6 separate regions of the Mus musculus genome follow, and regions 2, 3, 4, 5 and 6 are each linked to region 1. Evidence: chromatin contacts called from public HiCAR-type and promoter capture Hi-C data. All regions are on one chromosome and are shown on one strand. Each heading gives the region's core, a stretch centred on a gene start, on an enhancer-like site or on the middle of the called end of the contact. The rest is flanking DNA. Distances are from core to core; before and after follow the strand shown. Region 1 holds the start of Tnfaip3 (tumor necrosis factor, alpha-induced protein 3). Region 2 overlaps Map3k5 (mitogen-activated protein kinase kinase kinase 5). Region 3 holds the start of 4930405J17Rik (RIKEN cDNA 4930405J17 gene). Region 4 holds the start of Bclaf1 (BCL2-associated transcription factor 1). Region 5 overlaps Map3k5 (mitogen-activated protein kinase kinase kinase 5). Region 6 holds the start of Mtfr2 (mitochondrial fission regulator 2).

Evidence for each region. Promoter capture Hi-C pulls out the DNA fragments that hold promoters and counts their contacts. HiCAR-type assays count read pairs that join an accessible place to other places.
Region 2: a contact with region 1 is called in a promoter capture Hi-C map of liver, with 2.0 times the contacts expected there. The contact joins the enhancer-like site here to the promoter of Tnfaip3 in region 1. A contact is called at or near these places in 5 of 39 promoter capture datasets (the 3T3-L1 cell line, the C10 cell line, hippocampal neurons and 1 more) and 2 of 115 datasets of contacts at active chromatin or transcription factors (T-cell acute lymphoblastic leukemia and bone marrow-derived macrophages).
Region 3: a promoter capture Hi-C map of liver shows a contact between it and region 1, with 2.1 times the contacts expected there. The contact joins the promoter of 4930405J17Rik here to the promoter of Tnfaip3 in region 1. A contact is called at or near these places in 4 of 39 promoter capture datasets (the C10 cell line, hippocampal neurons, liver and 1 more).
Region 4: a promoter capture Hi-C map of liver shows a contact between it and region 1, with 2.0 times the contacts expected there. The contact joins the promoter of Bclaf1 here to the promoter of Tnfaip3 in region 1. A contact is called at or near these places in 2 of 39 promoter capture datasets (liver and pre-B cells).
Region 5: a contact with region 1 is called in a HiCAR-type map of astrocytes, with 2.0 times the contacts expected there. The contact joins the enhancer-like site here to the promoter of Tnfaip3 in region 1. A contact is called at or near these places in 3 of 39 promoter capture datasets (liver and pre-B cells) and 2 of 115 datasets of contacts at active chromatin or transcription factors (astrocytes and double positive thymocytes).
Region 6: a contact with region 1 is called in a promoter capture Hi-C map of pre-B cells, with 2.6 times the contacts expected there. The contact joins the promoter of Mtfr2 here to the promoter of Tnfaip3 in region 1. A contact is called at or near these places in 2 of 39 promoter capture datasets (the 3T3-L1 cell line and pre-B cells) and 1 of 484 Hi-C or Micro-C datasets (B cells).

The regions. Positions count from the first base shown.
Region 1 is chr10:19,014,072-19,016,772 of GRCm38.p6, forward strand. It overlaps Tnfaip3 (tumor necrosis factor, alpha-induced protein 3), which reads right to left and starts at 1,339. Exons shown (of 9, transcript NM_009397.3): 1 at 1,082-1,339.
Region 2 is chr10:20,103,423-20,106,389 of GRCm38.p6, forward strand. It overlaps Map3k5 (mitogen-activated protein kinase kinase kinase 5), which reads left to right. Exons shown (of 30, transcript NM_008580.4): 18 at 738-843. Among named protein-coding and RNA genes, the nearest start is that of Map7, 66 kb to the right of the region's middle. Within about 2 kb of position 1,394, at least 194 of the 459 cell types and tissues checked have an H3K27ac peak or open chromatin away from gene starts, as enhancers often do. A contact at or near this core is called in bone marrow-derived macrophages and liver, where this site is marked.
Region 3 is chr10:20,200,571-20,203,278 of GRCm38.p6, forward strand. 4930405J17Rik (RIKEN cDNA 4930405J17 gene) reads right to left here and starts at 1,284. Exons shown (of 3, transcript NR_045350.1): 1 at 1,087-1,284; 2 at 1-112. All of the region lies in intron 1 of Map7 (microtubule-associated protein 7), which reads left to right.
Region 4 is chr10:20,311,085-20,313,948 of GRCm38.p6, forward strand. Bclaf1 (BCL2-associated transcription factor 1) reads left to right here and starts at 1,385. Exons shown (of 13, transcript NM_001025392.1): 1 at 1,385-1,520.
Region 5 is chr10:20,044,468-20,047,213 of GRCm38.p6, forward strand. It overlaps Map3k5 (mitogen-activated protein kinase kinase kinase 5), which reads left to right. Exons shown (of 30, transcript NM_008580.4): 8 at 1,905-2,017. Among named protein-coding and RNA genes, the nearest start is that of Map3k5, 110 kb to the left of the region's middle. Within about 2 kb of position 1,369, at least 45 of the 459 cell types and tissues checked have an H3K27ac peak or open chromatin away from gene starts, as enhancers often do. A contact at or near this core is called in astrocytes and liver, where this site is marked.
Region 6 is chr10:20,346,470-20,349,169 of GRCm38.p6, forward strand. Mtfr2 (mitochondrial fission regulator 2) reads left to right here and starts at 1,350. Exons shown (of 7, transcript NM_027930.3): 1 at 1,350-1,454; 2 at 1,866-1,966. The coding sequence starts at 1,442.

The DNA of each region.
Region 1 (2,701 bases), core at 89-2,588:
GATTTTTTTTTTTGTCTGCGATGTGGAAACTTATGTATTATTTATCAACAGATACCTCGGGCAACTGTTGGGAAGTACCCCTCCAAAAAAAGCAAAGCAAAGCAAAACAAAACAAAACAAATCCATACAAAGAACTGCAAAAGATCCAAGTAGCATCTCAGACAATAAGAATGGAGACCGGATCAGTTGCTCAATAATCTGGGACATCAGAAGGCTAACTAACTGTGATCAGTTCTCCAAACGGTGCCCCCACTTGACCAGACTAGCTTTCCAAAGAAAGATCAGAGACCAGGAGAAAACAAAGCATGCTCCAAAAAGAGCTCTTAATACCTCAGCTTTCCTGAGAGGCCAGGTGGCAGGATGTGGGACAACGGACCCGGACTGACAACACACTATCTCAGTGTGGAGTCGGGGCTGCAGCAGGGAGTCTTACATGCCACCTAAAGTGGAGTCCCCAACAAGCAGGCCAGAGAATCATTTCTGCATGCATACTCTTCTTAAACTGTGGCAACTAGAGACCTAGTGGCAATCTCAAAGCACGCCCCTCCCCTCCACCTCCCGCCCCGCAACCCTCCTCCCACAGATCACTGAAAGGTTAGCTGACCGAAGTCTCCAAGTTGGATTTGGTGGCCTCTGAGAAACCCATCCCCTGTTGGGCCAGTTGTGCACAATATGGGAAAAAAGCCCAACGCGGTTCTGCAAGGTCTACGTGCCTATGAACACGCTGCACTTGATTTCCAAGTGGGGGGGGGGTGTCACCCACGACCACACGACCTAGGAACCCAAAAGGTGACTGACTATTCATCAGCCAGCTGCAGCTCCTGTCACCCTGCAGGATCGAAAAGGAATAGCTAGCTAACTAGTCGGCTGAAGAAACTTCGGGCTGTCAACCTAAACACCTGGCACCGGGACCTCAACTCCGGCCAACAATACCCCAACTCCAGGATCCCTGCAAAGCCAGCGCAAGGCAGCTCCACACTGAGCTGGCCGTGCACCCCGAATCTGGCTGGCAGTGCACCCCACTGACCGAGGACCCCCGCATTCTGCTAGCCGTGCACCCCGCAGCCGGAGCATCGCTCACCTCTTGGGGCCGCGCGGAGCCCTCGCAGAGCCCAAGTGGCCGGCCGGCCGTCACTGGCGCGCGCCGCAGCCCGGGATCGTGGTCCGGGTCGTGGTGGGGGTCGGGCCGAGGCGGAGCCCCATGGACACCCGATCGGGCTCGCTGGCTGAGGGGGTGTGCACGTCTTTCGGCGGCCTGGCTCACCGCTCCGCCTCCGGCTCCGAAGACTACAGACTGGGCAGTTCCCTTTTTTGCCTTTCAGTTGTATGCTTTGCCAACAGGGGGATTTCCGATGGAAATTCCAGTCACGTGACCCGCGTGGCGCGCCGCCGACCGGCAGAGGGCGCTCTAAGCCGTGCCCGCCCCGCCCGGAGAAACTCCTAGGTCCCGCCCCGGGGTGTCCCCGCGTGAGTCACCTGGGCATTTCGGAAGCTGCCTTCCACGTCACATCCATGTGGAAATCGCGGTGATGGGAACTGGAAATGCAATAGGTTCTTTTTTATAGCTTCTTTTCTGAAGAAAATCAGCTGTGAAAAGGAAGGGAAATTAGAGAGAAAACCCAAAAAACCACCCAGACACACAGGACCTCAGGCTTGAAGCTTGGCTTTGAAGTCTGGGCTGTGCACGTGATGAGCACTTCAGAAAGAGCCCTCCGCAGGGTCCCGAAGGGAATTGACAGAAAAAGCGGCAGGGTTCTCCAAGCCATGTGTCAGCTTCAGGTTGGATGCAGTGCAGAGTGAGATCAGACCCCATGGTCCTGCAGTTTTTGAGTTACGGGGGGTGGGGGGGGGCAAGGTCAATTTCAGAGAGAATTAGATTCGCCTCCCCCACCCCCACTCCTACACACCCTCCATTTCTCCTTTATTTCCCTGTTCCAAGGAGCGTTTTAAAGTTTAGAAATTTCTTCAAGTTTATTGCTGGCTTTCCCCGATCCTTCTACAGTTGTTTTCTTAAGTATTGTTTGGCTGGCCTGAGAATTAGTTCGCCCCATGAAGCCAATGGAGGATAGCCTTCCACAATGCCCTGATTGATCCCCGACTTGCCTTTCTTGAGAGGGGAGAAAGCTTCGCTTCACTTAGACAGGGGCTTGAGCTCTGCAGAAAGAAGCGAAAATGCTTTTACCTTTCTGGAGAAAGTGGAGTGTGTATGGGGGTGAGGTGGGGTGGGGTGGGGATACTCTCTGCAGAGCTACACACTAGAAACTGAGGTGGCTTCATTCACTGGCCAGGAAGGGCCACTCTGAGAAGGTGACATTGAAACTCTGTGACAAAGAAACCTCCAGGCAGTCTAGAGATAAGACCTCAAGGGTCAGCCACATTTGATACATCAAGGGGCTGAGCAGAGCTCTCTGGGTGGTTGTGCTGGGGCTAGGGTGCAGGGTGTGAGGCTCTTCCCGGAAAGGAGCCGGGATCTGTTTGAGGGACCACGGGAGGTCTGCGGAGTGACCTGATGTTATTTTAAATAGTGTTTAGTGTGATTAATTTACTCTGTGTGTGTGTGTGTGTGTGTGTGTGTGTGTGTGTGTGTGTGTGTGAGTGTGTATCTCTAGGGTCCCCTGGCAGGATTCCTAGAAAATAGCGCAAACCAGATAGAAATACTCAGTGCCACTGGGACTTCAAGTGTGTTTGCCAAGTTGCCAGA
Region 2 (2,967 bases), core at 144-2,643, 1.1 Mb after region 1:
AGGATTTTTCTTGTGGAGCCTCTCCGTGCATACCCATATTGATATTGGAAGGTGCGCATGCTCGAGCACATGTGGCTTAAGGTGTCCATCCTGTGATCATGTTAGGGGCAGAGATCACATGGTCAAAGGGATAAAGGGTGAACATAATACTGCCAGAACTGAGAACTTAGAAGGATAATGAGCAGAGATTACTATGGGCTACCTAGAAGAACGGGAGTGATTGTGTGACTCGTTTCTCTTAAATATGTTTTCAAGCGTGTTAGCCGAGACATATGCCAAACTTTGAAGGTCTTTTAAGCAGGCAGCAGTGTTCTGTGTGTATTATAGGTGTTTGTTTCTAATGCACCTGCTCACTACCCTATAACCAACGTAAATGTCCTAGGTAATCCACAGAAAGTAAGGAACACCACAGAGAAGAGTGCCTGGGAAGTGAAGGAAGTTATTTATATAGATACTGTCCACAGGTGACCCAGGCTAGCTTAAACTGTGGTGAACTTTCCCTCGGGGGCCATGTTTGGCCTGTGACCTGAAGAGAAGATTATAAACAACTGATAACATAAATGAAAATTATATCAAGAACTCTGTATTGAAAGGAATTCTCTCCTGAGATAAACTGTTATTGAAGAACACAGTATGAATGCCATTGTTTGGTCTAAGGGCACTTTTATTAGGCTCAAGTCAACCACAAACAGCATCAGTGAAAAGATAACATTTTGATTGGAATATTCTTTCCCTAGGGTGACAATGTATTGATTAATACCTACAGTGGTGTGCTCAAGATCTCTGACTTCGGGACATCCAAGAGGCTTGCTGGCATAAACCCATGTACCGAAACCTTTACAGGTACGCTTTTCCCGAACGATACAGATCTTGGATAATTAAGAATGTAATTGCTGAGCCTCAGCGTCAGGTGAGAGATAAACTAAGTCAGGTTTCTCACAAACACTGATGCTGGGATTGCCTGATGCTCACTGGAAAACTGTACGGGGCCTGACTTGCCCTCCTGTCTTCCTGGGTTCTGAGTGGCTCAGCCTGTGTGTAAACCACTGAAGGTGACTTCCCACTCTCAGCATGCTTGCTTTTTGTTTCCTGACCTTTTTTTTTTTTTTCCCTTGACTGGCTTACAGCCACTCTGACCCTCACGAGACTGCTGTTTACAAACATACCCTCACCCAGCCTCTCTGATTCTTACTCATACCCAAACAACTTCCTATCTGGGCTCCAGTTTCCCCTCCTTCTTAGTCTGTTTTCTCCCAGGAATCAATTCCCCTCCCCCACAACATAAATAACCCTAAGATTTCAATTCAGAAAAGAGGAAGTGACTCATCCACTCGGAAGAGGTGGAGATGAGAAATTGGGCAACGCAGTGACTGAGCTGCCTCTGATGCCAAGTCCTGGGAGGGTGGAGACAGCAGTTTTCAAAAAGGTGAACACAGCCAAGAGGAAAACAGAGCCCAGCAGATGGATGACTGCCCATTAGATACCGAGCCTGCAGAATGTCTCTGTTCCATGTTCTGATGCTAACTCTCCAGGAGCATTGGGCTCTGTTATTATTAGAGGAGGAGGGCAGGGCCAGAGATTTAGAGATTGACTAAAAAAAAAAATTAAGGAGTCAGTGACTAATCTTTGATTCAGTGTAAAGCAAAATGGCCAGATGTCCCCATTTCTGAATCCCCTGTGGTAGACAGAAGCGCCCCCATTTTGCAAGTGGGACATTAGTGGAAAGAGGTGGGAGACACCTCTGGTGGTCAGGGCAGTTTGTCTGTGATGGAGCTCAGGGTTTCCTCTCTACCTTTGCTCTTGCCATTGGCCTGCAGACCTCAGTCCATCTTCCTCTCCCCCTTACTCTGCAGTCTGTGCTGGTGGCCTCGGAGGTGGGAAGGAGGAGAGAGAAACCCTTGTGCCTTTCAGATCCTCCTATCTGCGCCACCTCCTGGACTCCACACAATGTATTTCAGACACAGGATTACCCATATTTACGATGTATTTTAAAATAAATTCCAACCGACGAGCAACTTCCATGTTTGCGCCTCTTTCCTCATTCTCTCTCAGCTTAGCAAGCAGCCATTTAGATGTTGCCCAGACTCAGTGACTTGGGAGATGATAATTCCTACTTCTGCAATGTTTGTGGGCAGGATGTTGATCTCATACCTCCTTTTCATCTTGAAGATTTGTCTTTAATCCACAAGGCACTGTAGGGAAGGAGCCCTCACCGGGGCCCTGAGCCTATAACTCTCCCACTGGCCACACATGAAGGTGATGTGTACAGTGTATGACTAAGGAGCTCAGATCTCTCTTTCATGCTGATCTGAGAGCCATGGCTTGCAGGCAGGTCTTGGTCCTTTCAACACTGTGGGCTTTGTAGTCCTGACTGGCTAGAGGTCAAGATACCTCGTCAGCTCTGGTGAATGTAGTGGGAAGACCTGGCTTGATTTCAGCTCCTGCTGATTTGGGTGAGGGGCAGACAGGGCGAGTCATCGTTTATTGCTCTGACTGCATACCTTGCTTGGGTGCACAGTGCATCATACACACTGAAATTTGTACATGAACCCTAATCAGGAGGTAACATCATCCCGGTTTATGGTGAGAACATTAAGGTTCAAAGAGTTTAAATAACTTGCCCAAGGTCACAGAACTGTTTAGTAATAGATCTGAGGTTTGAGCTAGACTTGACATGCTAAGTGGAGTTAATTACCTTCTCCTCAGACCTTTCCCACCCACGTTCTTCTCTGTCTCTCGCCACTGAGGGCCACTCGAGACTTTGGCTGTCACTGGCACCCTTTCTCACGCTGCAGTCTGACCATCGAGGAAGCATGTCGGTCCAGAAGTGGGACGGGCTATGACCCTTCCAGTGCCAGAGATCTCCTGTCACAGCCGCCTCACATGGCCTCTCTGCTTCTACTCCTGCCCCTCCTGTCCATCCTCAACATTGCAGCCAGAATGTCTCCCAGAGCCCTCGGTGGCTTC
Region 3 (2,708 bases), core at 34-2,533, 1.2 Mb after region 1:
TTCTTCTATAGAACATAGCACATGGCATCATTGTCCGAAGCACTATAAATTTGGGACTAGCCAGGCAGCAGCATCCTTTCCCAGTTTGTAAATTGTGTCCTCTGGGAACCTCCTAAAGGAAAAGAGAAGACAACTACTGAGACAGAGTCCCTGCACAGCCATGGCCGCTGTGAGCGCAGCAGGAGGCCTTCCAGAGCCACCCTGACTTCTTGAACACAAAGGACAGAGAACTAGGAATCAAAGGGGTCCAAAGAAAGTGCTGTGTGTGCTCAGGGGTGCTTAAGATAAGGTCTAATCCTTGAGATTAGAAGCAATCTGGGTGGGGTCAAGAAAGAACAAACCATCTTGCAGGAACTGTCCGCTGCCTGGCTGGCTGGGCTCCCTTAGTTGTCAGTGGTACAGGTGTATAGGTTTTCTACATTCCTTTATGAAATGAACCTCTGTTCTTTTCCTTTTCTATAACTACAAGTAAAATATACATGGAATCTCTTAATATTTGCCTTCAAATAGTAATAACCAAACTCCTAAGGTTGGTTAAACATTCACATTCTACTAAACACCAAAGTCTAATCTGCATCATTGTGATAATTGTAACAAACTTAGTTAATTTTTCTTCTGTGAAATATTTTAAATTCTTATAAAAAATGCGAAGTGCAGCACCATTTTCAGATTGCTGGTTAGTTTTTTCAGATTGCTGGTTAGTTGTCAATTCAACACAAGCTAAAGTCATTTGGGAAGAGAAACCTTAATTGAGAAAGTGCCTCCATCATGGCCTGTATGCAAGTCTGATGTGGGAGGGCCCAGCCCACAGTGGGTGATTCTTGCCTAGTTTGTATAGAAAAGCAAGCTGAGAAGCAGTGTTGTCTAAGCTTCCGCTTCAGCGCCTGCCTCTAGGGTGATTGCTGCCCTGCTTGGTTTCTGTCTTAGCTTCCTTGGGGGGGGGGGGCGGGGGGTGGGGTGGGGGGTGGTGGTGACTGTGACTGGGATGTGCAAGCTAAGTAAAACCTCTCTTTCCCAAGTTGCTTTTGGTCATGGCCTTTATCACAGCAATGGAAAGCAAAGTAGGACAAAATTTAAGGGACTGACCAGTTCCCGTGATCTCAGTCACTGAGGAAGACAAGCAGATCTTTGTCTTTTCCTTTACGTGTCCCTTAAGTGTTCCTGTCCCTGAGCCCTGCCCATTTCTGTTCTCTAGAATAGGAGCAGATGCAGGGTCCCACAAGGCTCTGGTGTGAGACTCTGTTACAAACAAGCAAGGGACAGGGAAATGGGGAGATGTTTGTCAGAAGGAGCAGACTCAGTTCTAAGTTCTGGGACCTGGCGTCCAGTGAGCTCACAATAGAGAAAGGACATTGTCCTGGAAACTCACTAGGAGATAGCCTCTTTCTCACCACACATAAAAGTGCTGGGCCCTCGATGGAGATGATAATTAACTTAATTGTGGTAATCGTCTTCCAGTGTGTGCATAAGCATGCTATTATGTTATACACCTGAAACGTACAAATTTACCCCTCAATTACCTGTCAGGAAAGCCAGGAGTGGGGAGAACAAACGAATGCTGGCTGATGTCTCCTGAGCACATAGAATGCCTACCGCATAAAATCCAGTCTATCAGAGTCAAAGGTTAAGATGGCAAAGCAAGGACAAGGGGGCAAGATGCTTGCTTCATCTGCAGGGGAAGGCCGAGTGAGTGCTGTGCCCACAGGTCACCGTGGCTCCTCTCAGCTCTCTCGGATAGGATAGAATGCAGGCTAGGCGTGGAGAAGAGCTCTCACTGGTCATGACCTTGACCAGGTTACAGCTGAGGCTGACCCGGGAGAGCAGGGAGGCAGTGGGCAGGACATGGTGAGCACGTGGAAAGGAAGGCCATAGAAGGGAAGCACATAAGCTCTTTGGATTTTCTTCCCAGGGTCTGCTCTGTAATCGACTTCCTCGTCTAACTGCTGCTGCTGAAATGTTTCCATGTTTTATATTTGCTAGGGATTATCGGGTGGTGTTTACTGACAAACCTACCTTTATTTCCTCATAGCTTATTGGGATTTGTGTGCATTTAATCTCTACTTAAGTGATTTACATTCTTTTAAATAGTGAGCTGCCAATATCATTCATCAGTATAGTTCTGCAATAAATTCAAAATGGATCCAAAAATGGAGTGATAAGCCAGGGCTTTGGGCTTGAGAAGATAACAAGGAAGATAGCGGCAGCCAGGACTGCTCCTCTTTCTGAGACAGATTCTGTGCCCCGCAGCTTAGGAAGAGGCAGCACCCATCCATCCCCTGTGTGCTAGGCATAGACATCTTCTGAGCCACGCGGTGTATAGAAAACCCTTTGTTGTCCTTCTTGTTGGCTGCCAGCTGTCCTGCTGCATGAATGCATCACCGTTCAGTTAAAACACTGTTGTTCTCGGGAAAGAGTGGAGCGCTGTGCCCACACAATGTCCTCCCTGTCCTTCCCTTTGGTCTCTCCTTGTGGTACCAGTCATGTCTCAGCAGGCCATTCTGGCCTAAGTGCTTCCTGGGTGCTCTGCCTCTCTTCACGTCAAGAGTACATGCTGTCCCAGAGCATGGAGTAAGAGTTACAGAAAGACTGACTGTTAGAGGAACTTTCCAGTCCCCACTGAGGAGAACCCCAGTGCTCCCACACTCAAAATCTTCAGTCCTTTCCTTAGTAACTGTTCCCGTATACTTCACACACATCTTTCCCTATAC
Region 4 (2,864 bases), core at 135-2,634, 1.3 Mb after region 1:
TTGTTAGACATCCACTTATTTATTTGTTCCCATGTCTTCCTTCTTTGGTAACACATTGATTTATTTGAGGTCAAAGTTAGGTTAGGAAGGTGTACTTCTGTGGCTGAACAATTGTGTAGCGCGTACCAGGCAGGTTCTGCGGGTTCAGTGCCCAGCACAGGGGATCTAATGAGCGAAAAATTATATTGCCTTAGATGAAAAGATAACTTTCCAACATATACTAGAATTGCACAGGACTTAATAGCTTCAAAGTGATTAGATTTTGGTATTTTGAATAGATTAAGAGCTATTGGCCCCTGCTGTCTCATTAATATAAAATAGCACAGTTGTGCTGTCTTTGTGCTTCATGTAAATACAGCTCACCTACTTGACAAGTATTTTCTGAGCTCCTACTTTATGCTTTAGACCTATCAGGGTCCCGCATATAGCGCAGATCATAGCTTCCACCATGGTAGTGGGAGCTGGGTGCGGAGCAATTGCCCAATTAAAATACAATCAAAATCAGGATTCATTGGTCAGTCAGGTACTTCCTCCACTGTGGAGTGGATTGTGAGGACAGGCTGCCCTGAACAAGGTTAAAGATCAGAATCAAACTCTAATGCTGAACTTAACTGACAGGCTGCCAATTACAGCTTTGAAATCCTTCAAGGAATTTAACGTTGTCCTAAAATATCACACCGTAATAACGGCTTTAGTCCCTTGAGTGGTCCTGCTTTGGTAAGAACAGCAGGTAAATATGTCTGCAACTTGCTTCAATTCAATCCTGGCTTCTTCGTTTATAATCTGATTCTGGCAGATCCAGTTAGGGCGTGAGGTTTCCGGATCCGTACAAAACTCTGAGAAAGCCTCAGGGGCCAGGCTCCGGCGCCCGGGAAGTTAAGAGCCATTCCGTGACGCAGTCGCCCAGCCGATCCAAGTCTCACGATCGGCCCGGGAGGGGGCGGGGGGCGAGTTCACCCGAAGCCACTCGGCAGAGACTGCCTTGTAACTGTCATGTTAGGCGTCCGAGGGACGGCGCTTCCGGGCAGACGCAGCCCTGCGTCGTCGGTTTTCCGGCCTTTTCCTCAGTGAGAGAGCTTCTGGCGTGCTCTGGGTCGCCGCCTCAGAAGGAGCCAGGCTCGCTAACAGCGGCTCGGAAGTCAGGGGACATCAGTCTCGACTGTTCTTCGAACAAAGCCGAGCCGCCTGCGGAGAAGCCAGCCAGCCCTTCAGGGCCCGCCCCACCCTTGTCCCACCCCCTGTCGGCTACACCTCGCGAGACCGGGCAACGAGACTTCCCAGAAAGCCTTGGGCTACACTCAACCGCGGTTCGCCAGTCGCGCCTGGGCGGGACGGTGGGAGGGGCCTGCCTAGCGATTTAGCGGCCTGGAAGGCCACGCCCCAAGTCGGAAGTGACGGAGCCGAGCTAGCGCGACGAGGCCGCCTCTATGGTCTTCCTCTCCTTCTGGAGTCGGGAAATGGCCGCTGTGTAGTTAGCACGGAGGTAAACCCTGCACGCACATCGTGCTTCGGCGTGTCAGGTAGGCCTCGCGCCGCATTCGAGTCACTCAAAGGAGAAAGCCGAGGCGACAGGGCGGTTGGGTATCGACAACTCTGACGCGTGGTGACGGGTCGGCGGCGGGAACGGGGACCCCGAGCCGTTACTCGTGCGTTTTCCTCCTCGCTCCCTCGGGTCTGGAAGGCGCCGCGGGCCGCCGGGGTGGGGGGATGGGGGAGCTGCGCCACCAGCGGGCCGGGCTGCGAACCTGGCTCGGGGCCGGAGCCCGGGAGGCCTCGGCGTGCGCGTGCGCAAACCGCTCGCCGACCCTTCCCCCACGGCCTCGGCTGGGACTCCTGCGCGCGCCCGGCCCAGGGCTCTGCGCACGCGTGCTTTTTTCCCCTTTCTTCCCTGCCCATGGCAACGCCGCCGCGTGTGTTAGTTTCCGAGCCTTGCTTGTTGTTGGCCTTGGGGGAGGCGTCTTCCTTCCTGGTCCTAGCCTTTGGGACTCGGAGGAGATAACGGCGAGCTGCGACAAAGTTAAGCAACGGAATCAGCCACGTCGTGCGTGGCGGTTAAGCCGCCTCCCTCGCCTCTATGGGGTACATATGTCGGTTTAGGCCAGGCTTAATCAGATGAAGGCTTTCGATCTGTTTGTAGCAGACACCTGGGTGTTGGCGCCAAAGTTTTTCGTTTTGGCTCCCTACCAACTCACTGTTGTAGCCGATCAGTAGGTGCGTAGTTCCAGTTTCTAGCGGGATGCGACTAAGAGAGGGGCCCTTTCTCAGTAATCCAAGCGCTGACATACCTTTTTTTTTTTTTTTTTTTCTTGTTTTTCCAGACAGGGTTTCTCTGTGTAGCCCTGGCTGTCCTGGAACTCACTCTGTAGACCAGGCTGGCCTCGAACAGAAATCCGCCTGCCTCTGCCTCCCAAGTGTTGGGATTAAAGGCGTGCGCCACCACCGCCCCGGCTACCTTTTTTGGTAAGAGTTAGCACACTTTAGAAATTGAGGATATTGGCAGCGGTGATTGGGGGGATAAATGGGTGAAGGAAGAAGGTTATAGTTCTGTCACTCAGTGCTGGCCTTGAACTCCCAGTTAATCTCCTGCCTTAGCTTCGGGAGTGGTGGGATAATAGTATTTTTTTTTCGTCACTTCTTCGTCACCCCAGCTGAGTTTTAAGATTTGTTTTCTTGGTCTGGGGAGTGACCAGAATATTGGATTTCTGTACCCTAGACGATCTTCTTGGGTCCAAGTGGCTTCGAACTACGGGTTCTCCATGTATATATGTGTTTGGGTTATAGATGTGCAAATTCATACCCAACATATTTTAAGTTTATCTAGTTAAAGTGAGGACCTGTACTTTCTACCTTTAAATTTAAAGTTT
Region 5 (2,746 bases), core at 119-2,618, 1.0 Mb after region 1:
ATATAAATATATATATTTTAAAGAAACTTCTGCAGTATTAAGTATCCATATGACCCTCAAATGGCCCTTAGTGCTCTCTGTATCCCTTAGCTTACCTTTCTCTTCTTTCCCCTCTCCCTGTTTAGTGTGCCTGCTCCAGTATCCCCCAACTGTCTCTCCATAACTGTATAGTCTATTTCCCTTGCCCTCTAACCTCTTACTCTATACCCATCCTCTGTGGTTTTATGCATTGAGGCATGCCTACTAAGTGCTTAAATGCTAACTTCCACGTAGAAGAGAAAACATAGAGTCTTTGGGGGTATTTTCTCTAGAGTTTTTTAGTTCAATGATGCAATCTCCAGACATATATAAGTGCAGTTTGTACCTGTTTCCCTCTTGAGTTGGTTGCTTTCCTTGTTGCTGAGGAAGAAGTACCTGACAGAAACAACTTGGGAGAGGAAGGGCTTGTTTGGGCTCACAGTTTCAGAAGGTCATAGTCTATCATGGGTAGGGTACTCTGCGCTCGTTGGTTCCTTGTTGAATAATATTGTATAATTTATATTACTTTAAGAATTAAAGTTTCATTTCATTTCCTATACTTTTTTTATTGGAAATATTCAAATGTCTGTGAACAAAGACCGCTAAGACATAAAACAAAGACCGTTAAGACTTGTAAGCTACAATGTCCCTCGATATGACCTTGGTTCTCCATTTAGAATGGAAATACCTATATTTCTAAAAAGATGTACAAATACTTTGTATAGGTGGGATTTCCTTTAATAATCTGCAAGTATATAAATACAGAGCCAAATAATGATGAATAATTATTTGGGGTTTTCTTGATTGGATTTGGACATTTGTTTTCCTTATAAGTAAGCCCCTTAGGGAAGACATGGGAACTTCAGAGAGATGTGTTTTTGCTTAATGTTTAACTTATTTTAAATTATGAGAAATACCAAGTATATATGAAAGCCAAGAATATAAATACAGTAGTCTGCCCTCTACCACAGTTTTGCTTTTCTTATGTTTTAGCTATGATTTAAATAAAGTAACTTCTATAATAATTTTTCCTTATGTAATCTTCTTTTAATGTCTCTTCAAATTGTCACTTAATAAGAATTTAGCCTATGTTTCCTTCATTGGGATTTTCTTTTTGAATAGAGATTCACGTTTCTCATGTGCTCATCTCAAACAGACTCTGTTGGAACTAGAATGTTTATATTTTCCCTTTTCTTCTTCATGTGTCCAAATGAAATAATTATGGATATCATTGCCTGCTTAATAGCCCATGTGTGGAATCCCTCAGTTTGTCCCTAGTATGTGCTACCTTAAAAACTGTAGTAGATAGCCAAGCACTGGCCCTCTCCAGTGAGCTCTCCAAGCTTGAAACTCAGGCCCATCCACATTCAGAAACGGCTTTGTGCCCTTCCAGCCAAAACTTGTGTGCAGCAGCCCAACCTTGGACTTTGTAAATTTCTTCCTGTAATTGGCCTTTTGCCATTGTTTCTACCACTCACTGGGTCCTCATCCTTTCAGGGCATTGCCAGAATGATACTGCTCAGTGGAAGCTTTGTGTATCCCAAGACAGAAAAAGAAAAAAGAAAAAAAAGTGCTATGTGTCTTCATTTTTAAAATATCAGTCATACACATTCATATGTTTCTGATAGTTGTTTGAAAATAGGAAAGTTTTTAAAAGGTAGGGTCAGTAGGTTGGGGGGGGTTAAGTGTCAGATTTGGGGGAGCTGGGGAGTCATGGGTGCGCAATTGCTTAAGCATTAAATCCTAATAGCACACTAGATTCTGGGATGGGAGCCAATGGAATAATTTGTGCTTGGGCACTGAAGTTATGCAAACAGAAGTTACTGCACACCCAGGGTTTCATGATTGAGAAAGTAAACTTGTACTCTTTTTTTTTTTTTTCATAGGTTCAAAAAGGCATTTGAGTCTGAGCCAACACTACAGTCAGGAATTAATTATGCAGTTCTCTTGCTGGCGGCTGGGCACCAGTTTGAATCTTCTTTTGAGCTTCGGAAAGTTGGTAATTGCAGCTTGATATTTTTAAAGAAAATCAAGAAAGTTGGTGCACAGGAGATGAACCTTACATTTGATATTCTGTCTCATCAAAACTCGTGTGGGGCAGGGTGTGATCCGGGTCTTTCGGATCAGACTCTCATGCTGCTGTACAGAATTCTAGCATTGGGGTATAATTCACACCTTTACTTTTTCTCAAGTTCTTGGTTCATATTGTTAAAACTCAAACTCACACTGATTCTTCATTCAGTCCCCAGTCCCCGGGTACAGTTAGCTTTGTGGAATATCAGATATGTATAAAATTGTGTGTTCCTGGTGCTTTCAAAAGAAAACAAAAATCAAAGAGACAGCTGAGTGGGGTGCTGCAAACCTGTAGGCCCAGCACTTGGGGGGTGGCGCTAAGAGTACCAAGAGTCTAAGAGCATCCTCAGCTACGTGGTGGGTCCGAGGATAGCCTGGGCTACATGAGATTGAGTCTCAAGACAAGAGCAAAACTAAAATGGAAGGAAGGGAAGGAAAGGGAGGCAGGGAGAGAGAGAGGAAATGAAGGAGGGAGAGAGAGAAGGATGGAGTAGCTAGCAGGCAAGCTAGCTGGCTGACTGATTGACTGACTTCTGGTTTGTTTTTGTTTTTTGTTTGTTTGTTTGTTTGTTTGTTTGTTTTTGCCTCAATCACAAGTGCCCCTGTGATTTCTTGGTAGTGGATGAAGCCTGCCTGCAAAACCCCTAGAGTAGCA
Region 6 (2,700 bases), core at 100-2,599, 1.3 Mb after region 1:
TTCAAAGCCAACTTTCTTTAATTTCCGATCATGTCCCAAAACATTAATAACAAACCAAAACAACCAAAAACCAAAAAACACATTTCTCCAGAGAGTTTATACAGTCTTGGTTGTTTCTTTTCAGAAATGCTGTATTATTTTTTATTTTTTATTTTTGGTTTTTTTGAGACAGGGTTTCTCTGTGTGGCCCTGGCTGTCCTGGAACTCACTCTGTTAACCAGGCTGGCCTCGAACCCAGAAATCCACCTGCCTCTGCCTCCCAAGTACTGGGATTAAAGGCGTGCACCACCATGCCCAGCCTTATTATTTTTTAAGAATATACATATATTCATATATATATGTTATATATATACATATATTTATATATATGTAATTTGTTTTTGTTTTTTGTTTTGTTTGGTTTTTTGAGACAGGGTTTCTCTGTATAGCCCTGGCTGTCCTGGAACTCACTTTGTAGACTAGGCTGGCCTCGAACTCAGAAATCCGCCTGTCTCTGCCTCCGAGTGCTGGGATTAAAGGCATGCGCCAACCACTCCCAGCAATTGTTAAGATTATTAAAACATTCCTAAGAAAGGAAAAGAAAATGTAAGAATTTCAAAACTTAATGCTCATGTCCTCATGACATGCCAAATCTTTAGTTATTTAACTGAGGTTTTGTAATTAAATACATTACTACAATTAAATATCAATTTGTGAATTGGGTTGTGGTGAGTATAGCTATGACCAGTGTATATAACTCTGCTTTCCATAATCTCTTACTGTCAATACAAAACAAGGGTTTTTTGGTTTTGTTTTGGTTTTGATTAATTAAAGCTTTTTTGCTTTTCATTAGCTTTCAAAAGTTTGAAAGGTAAAGGTGTAAAAAAGCCTTAGGGTCAGCGAGATGGCTCAAGCAGCCTGCTACCAAACCTGAGGTCTCAAGTTCTATCCGTGGATCCTACACAAATTGTCCTTTGGCTTTGAAACAGGTACTTTGGCATGTGCATGTGTAGCGTGCACACACTAAGACATGTAAACAACTAGACTGGACAGTGTGGCTCAACATGAGTAATCCCAGCATTTAGCATAACGGCTAGATATTTTCGCAGAATGACTAAACAATTACAAGTGGGCGGATTCTTTGTTGAATGTTGGGAAGGCTTGACACCTTACTGGCAAAGGACTGAGTGAAGCACAAGTTGCAAAGGCAGAAGACACAATTCCGAATGCTGGGGGCACGGTGCGCATGCGCCTTTCGAATGCGCCTATTGGCTCTTACCCTTCCAATCACCGGCGGCGTCCTCCGGCGGCGTCCAATAGGGATAGACTCCGAACTCCGGCCCGCGAAGCTTGATATTCCAGGCTGGGGTCGAGTCGGAAGCGGCGAGCGATTCCGGGAAGAAGCTACTCTGCGGCTGTAGGTCGCGTCCGGAGAGTTTCCCCGGCCGCCTGGCGCCGTGCAATGCCGCGGGATGGTGAGTGGCACGGGCTCCGTTAGGCCTCGGCTTCCGGTCGGTGGCCGGTGACGGACGGACGGACGGAAGCGCGGGCGGGTGGCGTTCCTCGCGGGGTGAAGAGAGCGGCTGGGCGGTTCTCTCCAGGGGCAGCAGAGCTCCAGGGATGGTGATCTTGGCTGTCGCACATTTGCTTGTCAATCCCTTTACACACACACACACACACACACACACACACACACACACACACACGGTAAGATAGCAATGGAATTTAGTAAAGTGCTCTTTCTTTCCTTTTAAGTCTCTCTTCAAAATAATAGCTCTCCAGGAGCAATCACTTGATGGTGTCATGAAAGGTCTCTGTGGTTTCCTTAGTGCGGTCTATGTAGCAGTTACCTGTCAAGAGTAATAATTGATAACTTCTCTTCTAAGGTACCAACGAACAGCGTTTTCTTGAACTTCCTTCACCAATGTCTTTCATTCTAAATATATTAAGAAACGTGCTGGAATATTTTGGTGTTCCCGTAGACCAGGTAAAAGTCTTTTATTAATTTTGCTAACTTTATTTTTGGGTCTCGTTATTGTCGTTGCTTTGAGACAGGATATGGTGCAGCTTAGGCTAAAAGTCTGGATTTTGCTGCTATTCTTGGGTCGTTTTTGTTCTTTGAGCCAGGCAGGGCACTATGCAGTTCAGGCGTTCCTTGAGCTCCTGATCCCCCCCCCCTACCAATGGGAGGAAGTTAGGACAGAAACTCAAAACAAAGCAGGAACCTGGAGGCAGGAGCTGATGGAGGAATGCTGATAACTGACTTGTTCCACCAGCTTTCTTATAAAAATTAGGGCCACCTGCTCAGGGGTGTTACCACCCACCACCACCTACCAATGGCTGATTACAGATGGACAGTGTGCCATTTTGAACATGTTCTCTGCCCTGATTAGTTTTTATTGTCAACTCGGTATTAGAGTCTTATGGGGAGAGGAACCTCAAGAAATAGCTTAGATTACGTTGGCTTGTGGCCCTGTCTCTAAGTGAGTGTCCTTACTGTTCATAGTTGTGGTAGGGCCCAGCCCTGTGGAGGATACCATTCTTGGGATAATGAGTTCTGAGCTGTATAAGAAAGCTAGTTGAGCCTGAGCCAGGGTTTCTGCTTCTATTCCTGCCTGACTTCCCTCAATGATGATGAATCGTGACTGGCTAGTTTCATTTCAACTTGACACAAACTGTAATGATCTGAGAAGAGGGAACCCTGATTGAGAAATTGCCTTC